Regions from separate parts of the Hordeum vulgare genome. Here region 1 is linked to region 2. Evidence: chromatin contacts called from public Hi-C data. All regions are on one chromosome and are shown on one strand. Each heading gives the region's core, a stretch centred on a gene start, on an enhancer-like site or on the middle of the called end of the contact. The rest is flanking DNA. Distances are from core to core; before and after follow the strand shown. Region 1 holds the start of LOC123424786 (potassium transporter 7). Region 2 holds the start of LOC123424785 (cysteine-tryptophan domain-containing zinc finger protein 7-like).

Evidence for each region. A called contact is a pair of places that touch in the nucleus more often than the background predicts.
Region 1: a Hi-C map of seedling shows a contact between it and region 2, with 6 times the contacts expected there. The contact joins the promoter of LOC123424786 here to the promoter of LOC123424785 in region 2. A contact is called at or near these places in 5 of 6 Hi-C or Micro-C datasets (leaf, seedling and an unstated tissue) and 1 of 1 datasets of contacts at active chromatin or transcription factors (embryo).

What each region holds. Positions count from the first base shown.
Region 1 is chr2H:46,574,956-46,582,194 of MorexV3_pseudomolecules_assembly, reverse strand. It overlaps LOC123424786 (potassium transporter 7), which reads right to left and starts at 3,579. Exons shown (of 9, transcript XM_045108478.1): 1 at 2,992-3,579; 2 at 2,094-2,331; 3 at 1,495-1,740; 4 at 1,333-1,386; 5 at 218-478; 6 at 77-129. The coding sequence starts at 3,024.
Region 2 is chr2H:46,308,672-46,316,251 of MorexV3_pseudomolecules_assembly, reverse strand. It overlaps LOC123424785 (cysteine-tryptophan domain-containing zinc finger protein 7-like), which reads left to right and starts at 2,173. Exons shown (of 13, transcript XM_045108477.1): 1 at 2,173-2,319; 2 at 3,100-3,172; 3 at 3,260-3,387; 4 at 3,516-3,878; 5 at 3,982-5,318; 6 at 5,659-6,059; 7 at 6,151-7,580. The coding sequence starts at 2,182.

The sequences.
Region 1 (7,239 bases), core at 2,330-4,829, 260 kb before region 2:
CTACACTAGTGTCAAAAACACTTATATTGTGGGACGGAGGGAGTAGGTCACAACTCATATAGGAAGTTCTGCATACCCTGATGGATGCAGCAGTGAAGTGGCCAAGATCGGCAAACATAGCTTCAGTGCCTGCACGTATCACAAATATTCATAAGACAAACTCTTCACTACAAATAATGGATAATTATAGCTAGATAACACATCTTCTTGAATTCACCTGTCACAGCAAGAAGCACTCCTCCTAGAGAAATCCAACCATCTCTTCCTGTTATCTTGAAAAACTTCACAATATAATGCGGGGAAAGAGCAAGACAAACTCTGGGATTCCAGCGGATGATATTATAGAGACCAATGATACCAATGCTCAAGAGCCAAAGTACAACAATGGGGGCAAACACAAATGCCACCCTATGAGTACCTCGGTGTTGTAGCGCAAAGAGGCCAACAAGCACAACACATGCAATGAGTACTACCCAACCTGTAAACCAGCAAGTTAGTCAATATGATGAACACCATCTACTTAAGGAAACTACAAGGAATGCAGATATGTTCCTCAAGGAAAAAATCAGCGGCAACAGTAATATCTTTGATATAAAAAAAGGAACCGTGCACTCTTTCAAGATATACAGGTTGCAAAGTCATAAAGGGAGCTCAAGAAAATTCTACACCAAATCATCATGCAAACATGGGTGCCTTGAAAATTTTCAAATTTTCAGTCACATCATCCCCCATACTACTAATATAATTCACATACATGATTAGGTGTTCCTATTCTTTCAAATTTCAATGTTCCCCTATCAACTTTATCGAACTCATGCAAATAAGCACACAAAGAAAATCCCAATGTGCACTAAATAATTGATTTCATTGTCACAAAATGGGACGATTATTTTCCTCAGCTAGGGATGAAGACGAGAAAACCATTGATTACTTACAGGTAATTTGAGTTACAGCTCCAATTTTGCAATTCACACGTGACAAATAGATAACTAAACATTGAAACGCATTGGATTTTAGCATAAAGATTAAGAACAACCAAGATTAATGTAATATCAGATGACTTGACAGGCACTTGTAAAACAGGAAAACATCTAAATAGAATTTGACCCTACTAATCCAGGGAAATCTGGAGATGCTCGTGTTCTTTAATTCCATTCAAACATATGAAAGTTCAATTACCCACTATTAAGGTGTGAAGTAAAACTAGATGAAACCCCTTCTTAAGACAGTTTTTATAAATACGTAACGATTATAAGATATTACTGTCACGAGAACAGGTTGCTAAATATCTATTATGCGGTACAGGGAAAATAAAGAAGAAGGTACTCATACCGTTTCCTAATCCACCTGTGTCCTTGTCTTGTAATCCTGACAAGGCAGCCAAAACTGCAACAAGCACAGCCTGAGATGTGACAACTGATAACAGCGAAAGTATATGTTCCATAATTACAGAAAGAAAGACAAAGCAAAGAAACAAGGGCATGTTATGCATACCAGAGATGGTGGGTGTAAGGACGCCATCACCTATCACCATGCATGCTCCAAACAGAACAAAAAGAAGCAAACATGTCCGCAGCTTCTTGTGCTTCTCTAGAAACCTTTTGAATGGAGATGACATAGCAGTACGATCAACCCCAGGCTGATAGTATGTTGACAGCTCTTCATCTGCAGCTTGTTGGTTTGGAAGCAGACTCATCTTTGCATGCCTGCAGAGTAGTGAATACAAAGCAAATGTCCCACCTGGATAAACATTTACTTTATTCATTAACCATGTGAAGTGAAAAAAAATAGCTAACGAAAATAACTACTAGGTAGCTCAAGTCACCACTCTACTGTAAAGGAGAAGGAACACAAGCTCATCCTTTTGGGAAAGAACAAATACTTATGGCTATAATGTCTGTTGCTTGTTATGCTTACAATCTTACTACAGAATTTCGCCTTTCCTACGTTCCTCTTTGCCTACCAGAGTTTATGGGTGATCTAAGCTAGGCTAACACTTCCTCCAAATTAAATAAACCAAAATTAGAACACAGTAGCATGCACACTTCCATTAGGAAGCCAACAAGACAAACAAGTACAATGAAGTCACTCACCCTCGCCATTATCGTCAGCAGCCAAGACAATTATGACGTACTTGAGCAAAGGAATGAGTGTCAAGGTCCAAAATATCAGTGAAAACAATCCAAAGACAGTCGCCTCATCACTGTAATCATCCAGTCCAGACAGTGCGCTTTTGAATACATAGAGAGGCGACGTACTCAGGTCTCCATACACCACACCAAAGCTCTGAAACGCTAGTAGGGAGAGAGCTTTGTGATATTTCCACTGGCCCTGCGAAACAACAACCATCAGCACAGCAAGGCTACGAACAACGACCACAAGAAACTGGTCGCTGACTCGTTGAACGTCTCAACTAAACTAGTAGTAGTACACAAAACAAACTGCCAATGCAATTGCAGGGATATGCCTATTTCCGGCGAGGTTGGCCAAAATTGGATAAACCAACAGCTGATGAAACAGGCTGCGTTGTATCACGAATTTCCAGTATAGTCTACGCCTCTAGAGGGTGACCCCGAATTCCGAATCTGAAACTCTATGAACAGAGAACTACGATGAGGATGCTGATGCCTGTAAGAAGGTGAAAACAGGAAGGTCGATTCATGGCCAGCCTGAGCATCGAGCAAGCAGTCAAGCACCAACGAAGCAGTTGACCCGATTCAGTGACATGATACGGATGACCCCAATGTTCTAGAACCAAGCAAAATTGAACCTATAACAAAGCAACTACGCAGCCAATTATATAACCAGGATGACTGCACAGCCGCACGCACCATCCCGCATCCGGCGGTAAAAATAAATCCACCCCCGCCTCCGATAAGCGAAATCGAAATCTCGCCATCATCAGGTAAGACCCACAATCACCCCTTCATAATCCGAATTCCCGAGGCGGCATGGAGACGGGTGGAGCGGAGTCGCGGAGCAGTTGGTTACCTGCCGCGCGGCGGCGCCGATCTCCTCGTCCATTGGGGGCACCCGCCCACCACTGAATTCTCGCGGCGGCGGCTGCGGCGGCTAGTCGAAGAGGCAGCAGCAGCAGGGGAGGGTAGAAGCCGCGACCACGTACTGGAGCTACGGCCCCGGAGCTAGCTAGCTCGGCGAGCCGGGGCGGGCAGGAGGGCCTGGGAAAGCGACGGGGGTGGGGGTGGGGGTGGGAGGAGGAGAGACGCTTCTCCTCCCCTCGTCTGGTTTTGTAGGCGGACGCGGGCGACGACGAGACTCAACCGGGGGAGGGGAGAGCCGCGAGCCGGGGGCGCTTGGTGCCTGCCTGCCTGCCTGCTCACGTCGCCGTCTCGAGGACGACGCGTAGGAGCAGCGTGGGCGGCGGCGCCGTGGGGTTCGCGGGGCTGGCGGGGTGGGCCCGGGCGTCAGTGGAGGCGGGGCTCGCACGTGCGATGCCGATGCGATGGGCGCGCACGGCGGGCGGAAAGGGATGGGATGGCGATGGGATCTGCAGCTGCCTGCTGCTGCGAGTCGTGCGTGTGGTGCGGAGTTTACTTCATGTGTTCCCTCAACAGATTCTCAACAGGAAGAAAGATCGTCCGCCCGCGATTTCTAAAACAAGGAGGGAACGCCGTGAACAGCACGCGGATGCGCACAAACCTGCTCACGCGGAGTCTGTTTCTCGGGAGCGCCACGTGGAGTTTGTTGAAAAAAAAGGTGAAACAGAAACCAAGGACGCGTTCGGATCCTCTCTGCTCCACGACAGCGGCTCCTGGAGCGGAGGGAGCGCCAGCATAATTTTAAGGAGTGGCTAAAATCGGACTTCTCCCATGGAGTGAAGTTTTAAACGGGAGAGATTCCAAACACCCTCCAAGTCAGCATGTTGAAATTGGAGTCGGCTGAGACCGGTTTGACAAATCTGGTCCTTCAAACGCGCGTTAAGTTAAGATTTTGGTAATCCATTTTACAGCCAGATGTTTCAAATTATAAACTTCATATCCATAATATTACTTGTAACGTAAACCTAATACTTTAGGAAAATTGTCGGGCTTTGGCATGTCCATGTCCGACGGCCGGATGCGCTTTCCAGAGTGTTGGTCCGGTCGCCGACGGGGTAGAGCGTTGGTCCGGTCGTCGACGGGGTAGAGTGTTTGTCCGGTCGCCGACATGGGACACGAGCCGGCTCGTGAGAGTCAAGCCTCGGCCGTTTCACATGCCTTACTCTTCCTCACCGGAGCCCTGAACCTCAACGGTGTCGGTGAACATGAGATCTTTGATGCCTTTGTCCTGGGTGGAGCCGGCAACGTCCAGCACGACACGGTTGCAGTGCCCGCACGGGTGCATCATACGGGGCGCCAAAGAATGTGACTCCGCCTCGGCAACGTCCACCTCCGCGAGGGCTGTGCCGTCTCCCGTGTCCGCTGCCTTGCACGACGGGCACGGCGCGCCGTGTTTGTGTTGAACGATGCACATGGTGTGTCCTCTAGCTCGGCGTGTTAACGAAGGGGTTGCGAGTCTGCCACCTCGTTCAGATGACAGACGTACCACACCGCCTCAGGCAAGGCAACAATGGCACCCCTAGCGATTCGCAACAGCGACGAATGGGAGGGGTCCAAGCGTTGTTGCCGACGGCCTCCTCCCAGGAGCGGCGAAGCGCAAGCCACACGATCATCTCCTCCTTGAGGCCGCGTGGAATGAGCTTGTGGTCAATGGATCTGTAGATGTTTCTGTTGCTTGTCATACCGAAGAAGGTTTGAGATTGTCGGACGTGAGCTTTGCTAGCGAAGGGGACTGGAATGAAGTGGTTAGGATTTGATTCGGAGAACGGATGAGAGGAATATGTATGGGTCGGGTGGGGTCAGCATGGGACGGGTCCGACATGACGGACATGTTGGGGTCTGGGGGCACCTCCATAACGGCCCTACATTTGAGCTGGATATGAGGGTGTCGTCAGCCCGAACGTTTGAGACTTTATTTAAGATGTTTGTTTGAGTTTTTGTGACTGGACGCTAAGTGGGCTATCTGCCCAAACATATGTGGCGGATTTGGAGCGTTTGGTTGTAGATGTTGTGAGCATCATGTAATTTTCCGAAACAAGTACGGCCAGTAAATACTTACTGCAAATAAATATAAGACATTTTCTTAGGAAACGAGGCTATTTAGTCTCAGAACCGGAAATTCATAAGAAGTACTAGAAAATTTCCAAAAAATCTGAATATTCTTTGCATGCAAATAATTTGTTGCGTGAGATGAGCTCTAAATTCAGATCATTTGGATACTTGAGTAGCTCTTGGCAAAAAAAAAGGATATGTAAAATGTTCATGTATTGTTTTGACCTAATTACAAATTTCAGATTGTTTGGACATATGAGTAGCTCCGGCAACAAAAAAAAAGGTATGTGAAAATTTTTATTGTTCATGTATTGTTTTGATTTAATTTGTCTTTTTACTGAAAGCTATTCATATGTTCAAATGATTTAGAATTTACATCGCATCTTAGGCGCCAAATTATCTTTCATGCACAAAAAAAATCAGTTTCTCTAGTTACAGAGGGGTTGTCACCGGCGAGATTGTCTCGTAGTTTTTTTTTGTTGCTATATTTAGTTACAGAGGGGCAGGGCCGGCCCACAGGCCGGGGCAACGGGGCGTCCGCCCTGGGCCCCTGGGAGGTAGGGGCCCCGGCCCAGCACTGCGGCACCTAGCGACTAGCGAGCCTGTTAGCACTCGTCGCCTCACCTCCTACGGCCGCCTCGCCTCGAGAGTCCAGATGAGGAACAACGCCGCGGCTCCCGCAGTCCCGCGCCTGATTCGAGGCGACGAGGTCGTCGATCCCGTGCCGCTATTAATGGATACCAATGGTGATTTCCCTTCCCCAATCTTCTCCCTCCTTTCCCAATCCCGCAATCCTGCAGATTTGATGTTAAATAGCTGAGAGACTCCTCCTTCAGATTCGGAATTTCAGAGCAGGGGAACTCGGGAAGGACATCGCCTTCTCTACTCGCCGGTGCAGGGGCAGGGCCTGCGCAGGTGCATCTCTGGAGGCTGGAGCAAGCAGGTTGCCATTTCTCATTTTCTCTGCTACTTGGTCCTCTACTCCTCTATGAAAACTGATTTATTTTTGATACAGAGAGAGTGTAGGGAGCACAGGGAAGATTTCACATCGAGCCCATATCCAGGTGCTTTTGTTCCCTGTATTGACTTTCTTTTTTGCAAATTGATTGGTGACGTGTCTTTTAGAAAATGTTTATCTGGTAGTGAGAAAAGGAAGAGAAAAAAACAGAAAGATGAACTAATAGAATCCGATAAATTTCATGTGGCGTGCGTTTCATTGTCCCTGTTCAAAGAAAATTGATCTATACTATGTACTGATTACTGAATTGCTTTAAATACGATAAATTTTAAATTTTTATCTGTCTACAAGGGTCCAGTTTCGTTGTCTCGCCCCAGGGCCTCTAAAATGTATGGACCGGCCGTGCAGAGGGGTTATGTGACAAAGTTACTATGGACGTTGAACACAGTAGGTCAAGTTATCAGTAACCATGTTCTAAAGAAAAGTTATCAGTAACCATCCGAGCTACGCTCACATTATTTTTCTCTGCTGGGCTAAAACAATAGCTATTTGTTTGTTCTGCTGTTTGTTCATTTGTAAAGTGTACAGAAGTCATCCATACATCGAGCGGCCGCATCCAACCTCACACCAACACCGGTATGGGAAAATATGAATATGATTCGTGTCCCGTCCGCGCAATTAAAAAACCGCAATCATTGGCGATCCTCTTGATATTTTAGGAGGAATCATTAGCGATCACAACCGATTTTAAACTGGACATACACGTATCCCTGTACGGAACCTGTCGTGGTCAACGACCATTAGTTGGCTACGCTAACAACAACAAGTTGCGGGGAAAATGACTTTTGCGTTACTTCTATGTATGTATGTATGTAAACTATTGCTGGCTCGCTGCTTTTGATGGATACACGTCGCCGTTTTCAGTCAATCCGACGGCCGAGGATCGTTCGGGGTGCCTTTGGCCGCTTGTGCAAGTCAAGAGGGTCTATGCGGCGAGTACGGTCGTACTCTCACTAGGATGTGCCAAGCTGAGCGATGCACTCAAAATTATTGTTTGGTTTCATAGTCAGACTGAATCAGATGGCATCGCATGATTTGATAACCACCGTGCGAAATATTCGTGTCCGCCTAAATGGTCCGATGATGATGATGCCCTGGCTGCATAATTGC
Region 2 (7,580 bases), core at 924-3,423:
GTTCGGTACTAGATCGTGGGACTGATCGCGGGATTGTTCGCGGGGCGGATCGAGGGACGTGAGGACGTTCCACTACATCAACCGCGTTCCCTAACGCTTCTGCTGCACGATCTACAAGGGTATGTAGATCACTCATCCCCTCTCGTAGATGGACATCACCATGATAGGTCTTCATGCGCGTAGGAAATTTTTTGTTTCCCATGCGACGTTCCCCAACAGGTTTGCCATTGTTGGTAGTCCTGCTCGGTTTTGGGACAAGCGATCCTTAAAAAACATCATGACATGCTGTGTTATTCTCTACAATATGATTCTCGAAAATGAGAGAGGCATGAACTTGGATTTCTTCTATGACAATATGGGCAGACGTGTCAAACCAGCTAGAGACCCTAACCGAATTAGAGCTTCTCTTCATACCTGCAGGAAGACTGAAAATGCTACAGTGATTTGAATAATTATTGTACTTTGGATGGTTACTGCATTTATAATATTGTTATTTTACTTATATTGCGCATGATGAGTAATTCTGATTTACGGGGTATTCGTTTTGCGGGTCGATGCGGTGGCGCCTAAGCAGACCCCGCATTGACAACCCGTATAATAGCATCTTCTGCGAATATCCTTTTATACGGGTCCGTTTTGGGGGGTCTGACTCTGTCCGCGCCCGCATCGTCCCGCAAAAACCGCTTTTCGCAAACTGTAAACAATTTTTATGGATCGACATTATACTGGGTGTGCTAGAGATGCTCTAAAGATATATGGATGAGCCAGAGATGCCCAACAAAATGCTATACCCACTCACACCTTTTGTTACAGCAACCTTAGAAAACGTGTGTGGGTGCAACTTTATCTAACAAACGTCTATGTTGTCTCTTCTCTTCTAAACATCCAAACCATCTTTTCGGCAAAAGAATTCAACACTCTTTTTTATACATACTTCGTCAGCACCTACGAGATACTCCCTCCGTCTTAAAATAAGTGTCTCAACTTTGTACTAGCTTTAATACAAAATTGTATTAAGATTAAGACATTTATTTTGGGACGGAGGAAGTATAAGAAAACCCCGACGCCGATGAAAAAACAATCAAAGCACAGGTGGCCTAACGCAGATATTCATTCATTCATTCATATCCTAACCACACCTACGTTTACCCACCCAACCCGCACCGGGGTAGCAAACCATCACTTGATCGGAACAAGTGAAAGGCCAGAGACAACTTTGTGACAAGGACATGCGATGCAAGGAAAGCAACCGTGGCGCAAGGCGTCAAGCGGCCCGGCATTTCTTCCCGCCTCTCCCCAGCTCTTCCTTTTCCTCCCCGGGAGCGGGTTTCAACAGGGGGGCGGGGCGGGGGAACCAAACCATGTCTCGAACATGTCAAAATTACCCCTCTCTTTGGACGTCGCCGGTGTAAACGAGCCGCAGACGGCAGGAAACACGCCCCGTAGCACGCATTCCTTCTCGTAGCAGAAAGGCGTGACAGGAAGCAAGTGAAGGATACCGGGATCCGTGGCGGCGGCACATTTTAACCACCTTCCCAAACGGATGCATCCCCCTGGGAGGGAGAGGGAACATTCGAGCGGGACCCGTCCGGCCGTGGAAAAGCCGGGGGTGGGGGTGGGGGTGGGAAGGGAAAAGAAAACCATCGACGGGCAAACAGGCGCCCGCCCATCCATCACCACCACCCACCAGCACGCACCACACCAGGTCGTCTACCACCAAACGTGGGGGGAGAGAGAGAGGGGGGGAAGGCGGCCGCAGCAGCAGCAGCAAGCAGCCAGCCGCAGAAAGCTCTGTCGCGTGAGGCAATTGGTAAAAGAAAAAAACACACACAAATCCCTCGCGTGCGACGAGGCCTCGAGACGCCGGGCCGGGGCGACGAGGCGGACAGCGAGAGGCGAGAGAGGGAGGGAGGGTGTGTGTGTGTGTGTGTAGGGGGGCGGAGGGCCCGAATCTCGCGATCCCCAAATCCGGAGGGCGTCGGAGCCGGCCGATTCGGGCAGCTGCGGCGGAGGCGGGGGCTGCGATTCGGGGGGATTCGGCCGATCGGGGAGCTCGCGGGCGGGATTCGAGCTTGCGATTCGGGGGCGAGGAGGGCGGGGCGGGCTGTGGGAGGTGGGCCCGGGCGGGGCGGGGCGGTTGACCGGGGGCGTGCGCAGGCGGGCGGGCGGGCGGGCGGGTGGATGCTGTCCGTGCGGAGGCGGCAGGAGGATGCTGGCGGCGCCGCCGGCATGGCGGACCACGCCGAGCTGGAGGAGGGGGAGGCCTACGGGGACGACATCCCCCCATTCGACGACCCCGACGTCACCCTCGCTTACATTGTGAGTGCCCCTCCTCTCGCTCGCATGCTTGCTTGCTTGCTTGCTTGCTCCATCACTGCAGCTTCCATGCCCATTTCGGTACTACATGGCCACTAGATGTATGCAACGCGCCTACTCCACTTTTCTAGTGTAACGAAATGAGCTTGATCTGCGTGCCTAGGTAACGGACGAGCGCGCGCACGAGTTTGTTCGATTCTCCGGCTTTGCAGGTGTGAATGATGCCGGTCTAGCCGTTGCCGGCGGTCGGCTCCGTTGGTGAATCAATTAAAGTTTGCGAGATTCGTCGCTTTGGTTCACGTTGGTACCCGAAGCGGTCGCATTGGTTGATCATTTACGTTTTACGCTGTTTGTCGCTCTTGTTAATGGCAATGATGCTAAATTTGTCAAGTGAGCACTTCTTTGATGCGGGTTGTTATGGAACTAAAGAAGCTAATCTCCGAGTCTGATGGGGGTGTTGGTTTTGGTTTACTAGTGGCAATTTGTTACATGGATCAAACCCTGACCCCCTCTCCTCTACCACTAAGCTAAATCCATGGCATTGGCACTTCGGCAAGTTTCGACATCGCTAAAAAAAACAGGAATATTGAAGCTTTAGTTGGAATGGAAAAACGGTTGGAGGCAGGCAACTGCCTTTTAATTTACCTCAATAAATGTCTTGTTTGGAATTATAAAAGGGATCACTATTCCTTTATTCTCATTTAGTTCATTGTTTGTATGAAAAATTTCAACATGAATTTAATAGTCACTAGCATTTTTTTATGCCTGTTCGTCTTGTTGTAGGATGAAAAACTCCAAAATGTACTAGGTCATTTTCAAAAGGACTTTGAAGGAGGCGTTTCTGCAGAGAATCTAGGTGAGGAAATGTTTTGCTGTGGCTGCAGTTAGCTCAGATCTGGCTTCATTCTTAAGAAACATTAAATGTGACGCTAATCTTTCACAGGATCAAAATTTGGTGGATATGGCTCATTTTTGCCAACCTACCAGCGTTCCCCCCTTCCGCCCCACACTAGAACTCCACCTAAGGTGGCAAATACTAGTTCAAGATCTCCTTATCACCAGTCTACTGAGGTGCTTAAGTTGGCTTTGGCTGTACTGTCTGGTTTCTGGATCAGCATTGTCATGTACATTAATTCATTTGACATTGATGATTTGATGGTTTACTTCTTTTGAGTCTGATCTAATGGCTTATAATGTAGGATGTGTCTCAGAACCCTCCGGCTATGGCCGTTCCATCTGCTTCTCAGAATAATGGTTCTGTGGCTCCCTTTTCTGGTGATTCAGTTAAAAAGGAAAGATGTGAAAGCACAGCGTCTAAAAGGGGCTCTAGCACCCATGATCCTTCAAATGGTCCATCTAAGTCTAGTGACCAGAATAGATTTAAAGTACGGATAAAAGTTGGTTCCGACAATGTCTTGGCAAGAAATAATGCAGCTATTTACAGTGGTTTGGGCCTTGACATTTCTTCACCTTCATCCGTGGAGGAAAGCCCTGATGGCCACGGGGACCTCTCCCCGGAATTTAGCAATGTGCAACTTGAATCTCCCCGGACCATTCTTCAGGTAAAGTCTACATGATCACTGTATTAGCATCGTGTACTGTATTTTATTATGAACGGTTCATAGGGCACATAATGACTTCCATTCTTTAAACATGATCACACAGATCATGACATGCTTTTCAGTTCCTGGAGGGTACTTGTTATCCCCTCTTCACGGCAGTTTGTTGCAACTGACAAAGAAGGTTGTGCCTTCATTGAAGAAATGGGAAACAAGCTTGGAGATGGAAAATGCACAGGAAGCATTTGAAGGGCATGTGGTTAAGAAAATGAAGCCTGATGGTAAGAAAAAGAAACCCACAGATACGAAGAGGTCAAATAACAGAAACGATATCAGTGCATTTATGAAAAATGAGATCGATATTGAAACACTTGCTGCCCAGAAGATTGCATCGGAAGCTCTCAGCATACCATTACTGTCTAGTCCCAGAAGCATGGATGCAAACGGCAATTGTCAATTTAAAGAAGAAGCAGCAGGAAAATCTTTGGAAAGAAACAAAGATGATCGATTGAAAGAATGTGCTGTAAACAGCAACAGCAAGACAATCAAAGCTGAAACCGTCAAAGAGGAGACCTCCGAATGTTTAGAAAGTGGTGGTTTTGGCAGCTCAGAATTGGAACTTTCAGCAGCAAAGAGGGAACTGAAACCTGTGACAGAAAAGACACCGTTGACTTTAGAAGAGATGAATACAACCAGTGACACAGATTTTCTGTTGGACAGGAAGCATGAAAGAAAAATAAAACCTGAGAGTAAAAGCAATGCTTCTGTAGTTAACTTCGAAGAAAATGCAGTTATAGATGAAAAAGCTCCTGCTGTTTGCAGGAGCATGGAGAAGGTTCCTAGCAAAGAGGCTTCACTTTATGATACAAATGTGAAAAATAACACCAAGAGTGAGGCCAAAAGAATTCAGAGGGAACAAAAGAAGAATGCTCCAACATCTTCTGATCTTGTGGATGTTGACAAGGGTGCTCGTTCTTCTGCTGGAGTTAAAGAGAGGAAAAACGATTCTCACTCCAAATCTAGCCACTCCGGGAAGAAACCCAAAGCGAAACCACATAGAGATGTTAGGGACAGTTTGCCTGACGGACCCCATGGATCCAAAGAGGAGTGGCTAGATTTATTGGAGAATGGAGTTGGATTGGGAGAGTTGCAACCAAAGGAAAAATCTTGGAGCAAAAGGGATTCTGATATGCCTGGGGCATCAAAGAGGGAGATTTCATCTAGTGCAAAGCTTGATAGACATACAGCTTCTGAGGAGCAGAAGATGCATGTACCTCCATCTTCTGTATCAACTGCAAATGCAGCACCTGCACTTCAAGCACCTGTTGTGATAGAGGAACATTGGGTACAATGTGACATATGTCAGAAATGGCGTCTCCTACCATATGAGTCGGATCCTGCTACTCTTCCAAAGGAATGGAAATGTAGCATGCAACTGTGGCTGTAAGTTATAGTTCTTATACAGTTGTATACCTCCTGCTTTTTTGCTGCCTTAATTCTTCTATCCATGAGTTTTATCTGTAGATAGGATGTAACCAGCGGCACCTTATTATCAGGAGCTATTTGATTGTCTGCTTTGAAACTACTACACTTCCATCAAGCAAGTGGATTAAAATTTAGATAGATCTTATTGCGGGTTTCTGCTTTACACTGAAACTGATAGGTTTAGTTTATGCTATTTTTTTCAGTGAGGTGATATCTTACAGCTCTATTTCTCCATGTTCATTAGTTGATGAACACTCTTTATTCCTTCCTGAATAGCTAGAATTTGGAATTTTTGCAGACCTGGGTTGAATAGGTGCGATGTTGGTGAGGAGGAGACTACAAATGCTCTGAATGCACTATATGTCATTCCACCCCCTGCCAACGGTATTCCTTCAGTTGGTCATCCCCATGCTGCTTCTTCTGGATTGGCAACAGCCAGCACGTTCAGTATAAATGGGCATGCTGAACAGAGTAGGAAAAGGAAGAGTTTTCCAGGTGATGGAAGTGCTTTGGTTGACAGTTCTCACCCAACACAAGCTCCAGCTTATTCAACGATCACCCAACCCCCTCCTAGAATTAAAAGTACTGCTGATAGTAACCACTATCCTTCTGAGAGAGATTCTGTGAGCAAATTAGTTGACATTTCGACTGAAAAGAAGAAGTCCAAGAGCAAGAATCGTGGCAGCTATTCCGATGGAGGTTCTGTTATTGTTTTTTCTCTATTTGATACACTGCCTTCATGTGTGCTTTCACTGTATTTTGTATTTACATTTATTTGGTGGCAATACAGGAGATCTTGTGGAAAGATCCAAGAAGCATTCAAAAGGAAAAGGCAAGAGAGAGATGGATTATGGTGAATACAAAGCTTCTAAGAAAATTAAAAAGGAGGAGCGGCATCGTTCTAGCAGAGACCGGAACCCTGAATGCGATTTAGCTAGTGGAGACGTTCCTGATGAGGCCAAGTCTTTTCTTGCAAAGGCAAAGAGTTCGGGTGAGAAGGCGGATATTTCTTCATTGAAGCAAAAAAGTGTTTCAAGGTCTGATCGTTTGGAGAAGTCCAAGAGAGAGAAGGATGAGGATATAGCTCTTCCTGAAGATGGGAACAAGGAACAATACCAAACCTCAGATGTACAAAGATCAGACGTTTCTAGCAAGAAGAGGATAGTGAAGGAATGGGAGGAGAGTCAGCATAATTCAATAGCTCAGGTGAACAGAGGAACCACAGTGAATCACAGCTCTGCTGCGAAGGAAACCCATAATGATCAAAACTTAAAGGAAACAAAGTCCAAGTCAATGAAGTCTGAAGAACTGTATTCCGCGACGGATTCTAAATTAGTAAAAGGTTTGCACTCTAATCAGATTTCTTCTTATTATGGTGGTCATGTAAACAATGAACTCGTGGAGGATAGCACACACTTTGCTGGTAAAAGAGGTCCATCCGAAGTATTAGAAAAGCGATCTTCTGAACATGTTTTGGACTTAGCTGGAGCCACTTCTAGTGGTGTGGCCTTCTTTCCGACCACAGCCATAACTTCAAGTTCTTCAAAAGCTTCATGCTCTCAGAAAAAGAAAAATAACTCCCAAGTTGTGAAGACCTCGCCGATTGAATCAGTTTCCTCATCACCACCGAGGAACTCTAACATTGATAAGTTCTCCCATAACAGAATAGTGGAGAAAGATGGGCCTATGAATGCTAACCCAGGCACCATGCCGAGCTCAGTAAAGTATCTCAATACTGAAGTTGATATAGTAGACAATGTTCGGCAGACTAAGAAGTCCAAGGAGAGTTTGCTTGCAAGTGAACCTGTCTTACATGGTTCTTCACAAGGAAATTCTGACAAAGATGATGAACTAGTTCAGTTAACTCAAGGCCATGCATCTGAAAGGATTTCATTGAGAAAGGGTTTGGATGATGATCAGCAGCATGCATCTGGGAGAAAGGACTCCACTGTGAATGGCTCCAGCACAGCTAGGGGTTATAACCACCTGCATTCTGGTGATAAAAATAACTTGCGCACTGATGGCTCTTTAGTGCAACCTAGGACTGCAGCTTCGGGCTCTAAAGGAGATTTGACTGTGAGTGAAAGTAAGAAAACTGCAGCTCCCGTCCAAGATAGAAATGGATCAACTCATTGTGCTCTGGATGGAAATCCTAAACCAGAGGTGCCATCTGGAAAAGATAAATTTTATCCCAAGAGTAACAAGCAAGATATGGAGAAG